Linked DNA regions of Mus musculus: region 2 is linked to region 1. The links are chromatin contacts, called in public HiChIP or PLAC-seq maps. All regions are on one chromosome and are shown on one strand. Each heading gives the region's core, a stretch centred on a gene start, on an enhancer-like site or on the middle of the called end of the contact. The rest is flanking DNA. Distances are from core to core; before and after follow the strand shown. Region 1 overlaps Ccdc162 (coiled-coil domain containing 162). Region 2 overlaps Cep57l1 (centrosomal protein 57-like 1).

Evidence for each region. HiChIP or PLAC-seq counts read pairs in DNA pulled down with a chosen protein or histone mark.
Region 2: a contact with region 1 is called in an H3K27ac HiChIP or PLAC-seq map of embryonic stem cells, with 9 read pairs. The contact joins two enhancer-like sites. A contact is called at or near these places in 4 of 39 promoter capture datasets (the 3T3-L1 cell line, embryonic stem cells, epiblast stem cells and 1 more), 3 of 484 Hi-C or Micro-C datasets (the N1E-115 cell line, embryonic stem cells and nephron progenitors), 2 of 115 datasets of contacts at active chromatin or transcription factors (both in embryonic stem cells) and 1 of 9 other capture datasets (adipose tissue).

The regions. Positions count from the first base shown.
Region 1 is chr10:41,688,918-41,691,949 of GRCm38.p6, forward strand. Ccdc162 (coiled-coil domain containing 162) reads right to left here. Exons shown (of 48, transcript NM_001358562.1): 3 at 1,470-1,542; 4 at 1,108-1,218. Among named protein-coding and RNA genes, the nearest start is that of Mir3473b, 20 kb to the left of the region's middle. Within about 2 kb of position 1,439, at least 43 of the 459 cell types and tissues checked have an H3K27ac peak or open chromatin away from gene starts, as enhancers often do. A contact at or near this core is called in embryonic stem cells, where this site is marked.
Region 2 is chr10:41,762,522-41,765,553 of GRCm38.p6, forward strand. All of the region lies in intron 2 of Cep57l1 (centrosomal protein 57-like 1), which reads right to left. All of the region lies in intron 1 of BC048559 (cDNA sequence BC048559), which reads left to right. Among named protein-coding and RNA genes, the nearest start is that of BC048559, 17 kb to the left of the region's middle. Within about 2 kb of position 1,405, at least 22 of the 459 cell types and tissues checked have an H3K27ac peak or open chromatin away from gene starts, as enhancers often do. A contact at or near this core is called in embryonic stem cells, where this site is marked.

The DNA.
Region 1 (3,032 bases), core at 189-2,688:
CCCTGTTACACAAAAATGAATGGTGAGTACCAGGAAAACAGAAGGAAGGGAGGCAGGCAGGGAAGGAAGCAGGAGGGGAAGCAAGAGGGAAGAAGGAAAGCAGGTAGGGAGGAGGGAAAGAGGGAGGGAGGAGGGAAGGAGGGAGGCAGGGAGGGAGGTGGTAAGGAGAGAGGCAGGTAGGGAAGAGGGAGGGAGGAAAGAAAAGAAGGAAGAAAGACAATTATAAAGAGAAAAATTCTAAATGAACAACATTTTAACTTGCAAATAGAATCTCATTATCTTCTGTGATTAGCACTAACTACTTACTAAAGAGCTAACTTTATTTAAGAGGGGAAACAACTCATAACATGGACTACCTTAAATGATTTAATAGAAGTGAAGAATAAATCATTTAAAAACTTTAAATACTACATGATTATGCAAAGTTGAGAAGCTATATAAAAGTTCAGGGGTGTTTCATTGTCCTGCAACCTAAGCTTAGGGATTCTTCTGTCTTTGGTCAATATGATCAATATTATCAAATGTGCATACATAGTTTTAATTAATATCACAAGATGAAGTAATTCCTTTGCAAACAAAACAAAACAAAAACAACAACACTCGATGGAAGGACAATAGTCTATCAAATAGCAATCTACATTGATTTGCTTTTCTCTTGACGGTAGTAAGGCTGGCTGGTTTTCTCCCTCCCTCTCTCCTTCCCTTCTTCCCTCCTGTCTCCATCTCTCACTCTTATTACAATGTTGCAGGAATTTTAATGCAAATTATTTTCCTACTTTGAATTATTTTCTTAAGAGTGGTTTTCAGAAATAAACGTTTTTGTTTTTGTTTTTTGGCCTTTGGGAGATGGAGGTTGTTTTTTTCCTTGCAGAGTGGAAGACCGGCACAAACAGTATTTAGGCAGACCCGGTCAATCTCTCAGCCCAACAAGTTTAAGCTGAACTTAGCTGTGAGAACGAAATGATCTCTGATGAAGAAAGCATTTACACCAAGTCTGCAAATTACCCATCTCCAGAACACTTGCCCACAGGAGCTACCTAAAAGTCAGCTTGCTGATTCCTTTCTAATATACTCCAAGTATGTTTTCAGATTGCAAGATGACCCTACCTGCAACAGAAGCAGAGGAAGGTTTTCCGGTGTGTACTCTCGCCTTAGGCAGCTCTCTAGCTCCCTCTTGAGGACATCTGCCTGAATAACAAGGGGCTTGGACTCAGCCACCTAAACCCAAACAATGAATGAGTTTCAAACATCCTCAATCTACCAAATTTCAAATGTCAAAACATCCGATCTATCTAAGGATACAATGATTCGCACTTGCTTAGCTTAGCAATGAACAGGATGTGGGGCTGTTTTGTTCAAAAGTATCAGCTGTTTGCCGGGGTGGGGGTGGGGAGCTTTTCCTGCGAACTTCTTTCTCCCTTAGCTAAATCGAACTTGTTTTCCTGACTCCGCCCATGCCCCCCTCTCACCTGGAGAGTTCTCTTCAGAGCCGCTTCCCGTTCGCGTCTAAAGTGAGCGACATCCTTTGGTATTTGAACGGAGCTGCGGGGAGGTTTGTGCAACAGAAGCTGTGTTACGGGATGCTATGATAGAGCAGATAGCAGGCGGCCAGCCTGATCGCTGTGACCCTTCCCAACCTTTCCAGAAGGAATGTCACTCTGGCCCATGGTGGTGGTGGGGTATAAAGGCCACCCTCTTCTACTTTGATATACTTGATCTCTGCTAACCCTTCCCTGGCCAGTTTCTTTCTCCTCTCCAGAGTCTTTCCTCTGATTTACCCCAGTCCCCTACTCCACCCATGCGCGCGCGCGCGCACACACACACACACACACACACACACACACACACACACTTGTATTCCTTTTAGAGGGGAAATCTTGTGTCTGACACACAGTGTGCTTATTAAACCTTGTTGTCTTTTTAGTTGATATAGAACACTGACACTTTAATCACTGAAACAAAATGTTTTTATTTTTATGTTCATGGTGGGTTGTTGGAAGGTAGAAACGACATGGAACTATCAAATGGGAAATCCTTTAGGAAAACTTTAACCACACTTGCTGCCTCAGGAACACAGCTGGACCCTAGGAATCACAGAGCAGACATGGAGGATGGGCTGTTCAAGCCCAGAGAAGGGAGTCCTTCCCTAAGCTGGACAACAAGCGAGGAGTGGAGCTCGAGGACAGAAGATTAGTGCTGTCCCCATGGAGCTCAATGGGCAACGTGAGGCTTGGCAGCCCTGGGAATGCCAGAGGACAGCAGCAAAGCAGATTCCTAGCTTGCAGCCCCTGGCCAAGGAGCCACAGTGATATTTCTAAGATACACTTGAGGGAGCCAGAGGGACATAGCAGTAAGCTTACTTTGGTATTGTCCGCTTGGCCCCAAGAGTCCTGAGATAATGTTGTAAAATGCACTGGTAATGTGCTCCCTTGTTGGACAGTACTTCTGTTAAATGCTCTGTTAAGAGACTGGGGCGTAGCTCAGTGGCTAGAGCACTTGTCTTGCATGGGCAAGGCCCTGGGTTCAGTCTCCAATACTAAGGGGCGGGAACAGAAGGCAAGAAAAGGAAATACATGTTCTCACTTTGACAGTATAAGCAATAGGACTGGGACGCCACAGAAAAGATCAGCAGGGTCACTGGGCAAGGATGGCCCAAGCCAGCAAGTCCCTAGGGCCACAGAAGCCTAAACACCCACCTGGACACTTGGTGTCAGGTTTTTGAAGCTGGTATACTGGCTGGTTTTGTGTGTCAACTTGACACAGGCTGGAGTTATCACAGAGAAAGGACCCTCCCTTGAGGAAATGCCTCCATGAGATCCAGCTGTAAGGCATTTTCTCAATTAGTGATCAGGGGTGGGAGGTCCCATTGTGGGCGGTGCCATCTCTGGGCTGGTAATCTTGTTCTATAAGAGAGCAAGCTGAGCAAGCCAGGGGAAGCAAGCCAGTAAAGAACATCCCTCCGTGGCCTCTGCATCAGCTCCTGCTTCCTGCCCTGCTTGAGTTCCAGTTCCTGACTTCCTTTGGTGATCTAC
Region 2 (3,032 bases), core at 155-2,654, 74 kb after region 1:
TCGAAGAGCACTATGGAGGCAGAGACAGGTAGATTTCTGAGTTCAAGGCCAGCCTGGTCTACAGGACAGCCAGAGCTAACCTGTCTCAAAACAAAATAAACAGCTACTATCTCCAGCATAAGCTCCTTCCTTCCCTGTAACGATTCAGCCTCCCGTATTTGTCCAGTCTTCCTAACTCTTCTTAACAGTTGTCATGTTTTCATATCCTGGAAAAAGCAAGGTAACAGCTTCGAGAGGCTCATGCCTGTAATTACAGGTGGCAGAGGAAGAGGAGCGTAAGTTAAGGGGAAGACTGGGCAATGCAGTCAGACCTTGCCCCTAAAATGAAAGCAAAATTATATAAAAATTACATTCTCTACAGTTTTAGCAATGGTATCTTTACATTGACTTTTATTCTCATAATACATTTTTGTGATTCCATTCTTATTAAAGAATATATAGCCTGTATTATTTAGTAAGCAGGTAGCATAGCAGTTTAGGAGCAAGACTCCTTGAAGATGAATCCCATGGCATCCTAATAAAGTTTCTTAGATATTCCCTCTATTTGTAAAATAAGAATTAAATTACCTATTTCAAGGAATTACATGTATTGGATCAACATAAGGTAGTTTGATACTTAAAGAACAAATGTTGCAAAGCATTTTAGTTATTATAGGTAGTGAACATCTGTAATCTGAATTGGTCCCAAATCTGGAAGCTTTAAGTATGATGTTTATGGTCAAATTGTTTTATGATTAGGGATGCTCAGCTGGTCAAGTCTATACATTCATTACAAAACCTGAATGTGTGTTCCCAAGCACTTCAGGTAAAAATCACAGAGCCTGGGCTGGGGAGGGGGCAGCTCACTTAAAATGCCTTAAGGACTTGATTTTGGAACCTCAGCACCCATATAAAAAGTTGATTAAATGTGTACATAACTCTACAGTATGAATGCATGTGTGCACCCATAGCCTAACACAGTGGGAAACAGATACTAAGAATCCTCAGAGCTCAATGGCAGGCCAGTCCAGACAATCACTGAGCTAGTGAGACAGAGATTCGGAAAATGTCTGATATGAACTGGTGGCCTCCATACACACATACACACGTGTACACACACACACACACACAGGCACACACTCTTACTCAACCTACAATATTATCCAAAATTGTTTATACCCAAAACATTTTTAATAAGTTCACAGATGTTCCTAATGATACTGAGAGACCACAAAATATAAAACGTACCTTTATATTCCCAAAACTCATGCTAGCCACCCCTATGGAGAGATTTTGGGACTGCTTCTAGGAACTTGGCAAGAATTAGACATTGGGCGAGAATAAGGAAGTAAGCTCAGGCTTAGGCAGGAATTTGACTTTGGGCTAGGGCAGGGAAGTAGGCTCAGAAAGTATTTACATTTGGGCCAGTACAAAGCTCAAGGTAAACACAATTCAGCCAAGGAATGTGTGACAGTCCTTTTATCTTGGACAACCTGAATAGGCTCCTAAAAAACAGAGATCACAGGACTTTGTTTACATATTGCCTGGTTTGTTCCTTGACTATTTGTGCTTATTGCTTTGTTTGTTCCTTAGCCTAGAACTGACCTAATTATTTACATGTACTTAGAATGGTATAAAAGCAGGCTGGAGAAAAATAAACCCCTTCAGCCTCAGCACTGGCCGGAGTCACATTTTAGTGATGTCTAGTTGTCTTTTTCTTTTCAATCCTCCCTCCCTCCCTGGAGAACAAGCTGATTGGCTTGGTCACACCCCTACTCCCTTTTTGTTTCAAGACCAGTCTTACTCTGTAGCCTGGCTTCTTGGAACTTCCTCTGTAGACCAGACTGGCTGGCTTGGTATTCCCCTGCCTCTGTCTCTTGAGTACTGGCACTATAGGTGTTTGCCACCATGAGCAGCTATGCTCACTACTTTTAACATTGTATCAAACCTATACTGTGTCTCCAAAAGGTCATTTTAAGGTGGCACAGGAGACAACTTTTAATGAAGCAGAATGCTCAGTTCCCATGTTTAACTTCCCTATGGTCATTCTCAGCACCACCACACAAACCCAAGCCTTTTACCTAATGCCTTTGCCTTCTCCTTTCAGCACGAGGACTGAACCCAGGGTCAGGTGCTTGTTAGGCAAGTGCTCTCCACTGAGCTAAACCTCCAGCCCCTAGGCCCATGCATTCTTAAGCAACAGTATCACTTTTGGAAATGTCCTAATTTATTTGGTTTACTTGTTGTTTCTGCACAGATACCACTTTTTAAATTCTATTTCTATTTTTATATGCATCGGAGTTTCACTTGCATGTATGTCTGTGTGAAGGGTGCCAGGCTCCCTAGAACAGCAGTTACAGGCAGGTGTGAGCAGCCATGTGGGTGCTGGGAATTGAACCCAGGTCCTTTGGAAAAGCATCCAGTGCTCTTAATAACTGAGCCATCTCTTCACCCCTCAGATATCACTTTTTAAAAAGTTTAAAAAAATAAATCAAGAACCACTTCAATTTTTCCAGCTTTTAACAATAAATTCACATCTACCTAAATGTCCCAAAGGTACCTGAACTTCCATTCAGAATGTAGCATGTAATATTCCTTCTAGAAACTGCTTTTCTTCCTATATTATTTCTTGTTAACAATTGTTTTAATGTCTATTAGTGTTTTGCCTCCATGTATGTTTGTGTGCCACATATATACCTGGTACCCATGGAAGCAAGAAGAGAGCTTTGGGTCCCCTAGGACTGGAGTTAAGATGGTTGTGAGCTGCCATGTGGATGCTGGGAATTGAACTCGAGCCAGTGCTGCCAATCTCTGAGTGAAGGAAGTCTCTGGCTCTGTCCCCTTCTGTTCCTATATTAACCTTGCTGACCAGCATCAATACCCTACCTTCAACCCTCATAGACTCTTAAGGATTTCAACACTTACCACATTTCTCAAACCACTTATCCCATCACAGACAAGCTATACTATCCTAGACCTGTATCACCCGTGGCCTCTGGAAGGATTCTCCTGCTGATCCTGTCTTAGAATCCTTATTGTACCTCTAGAGTACA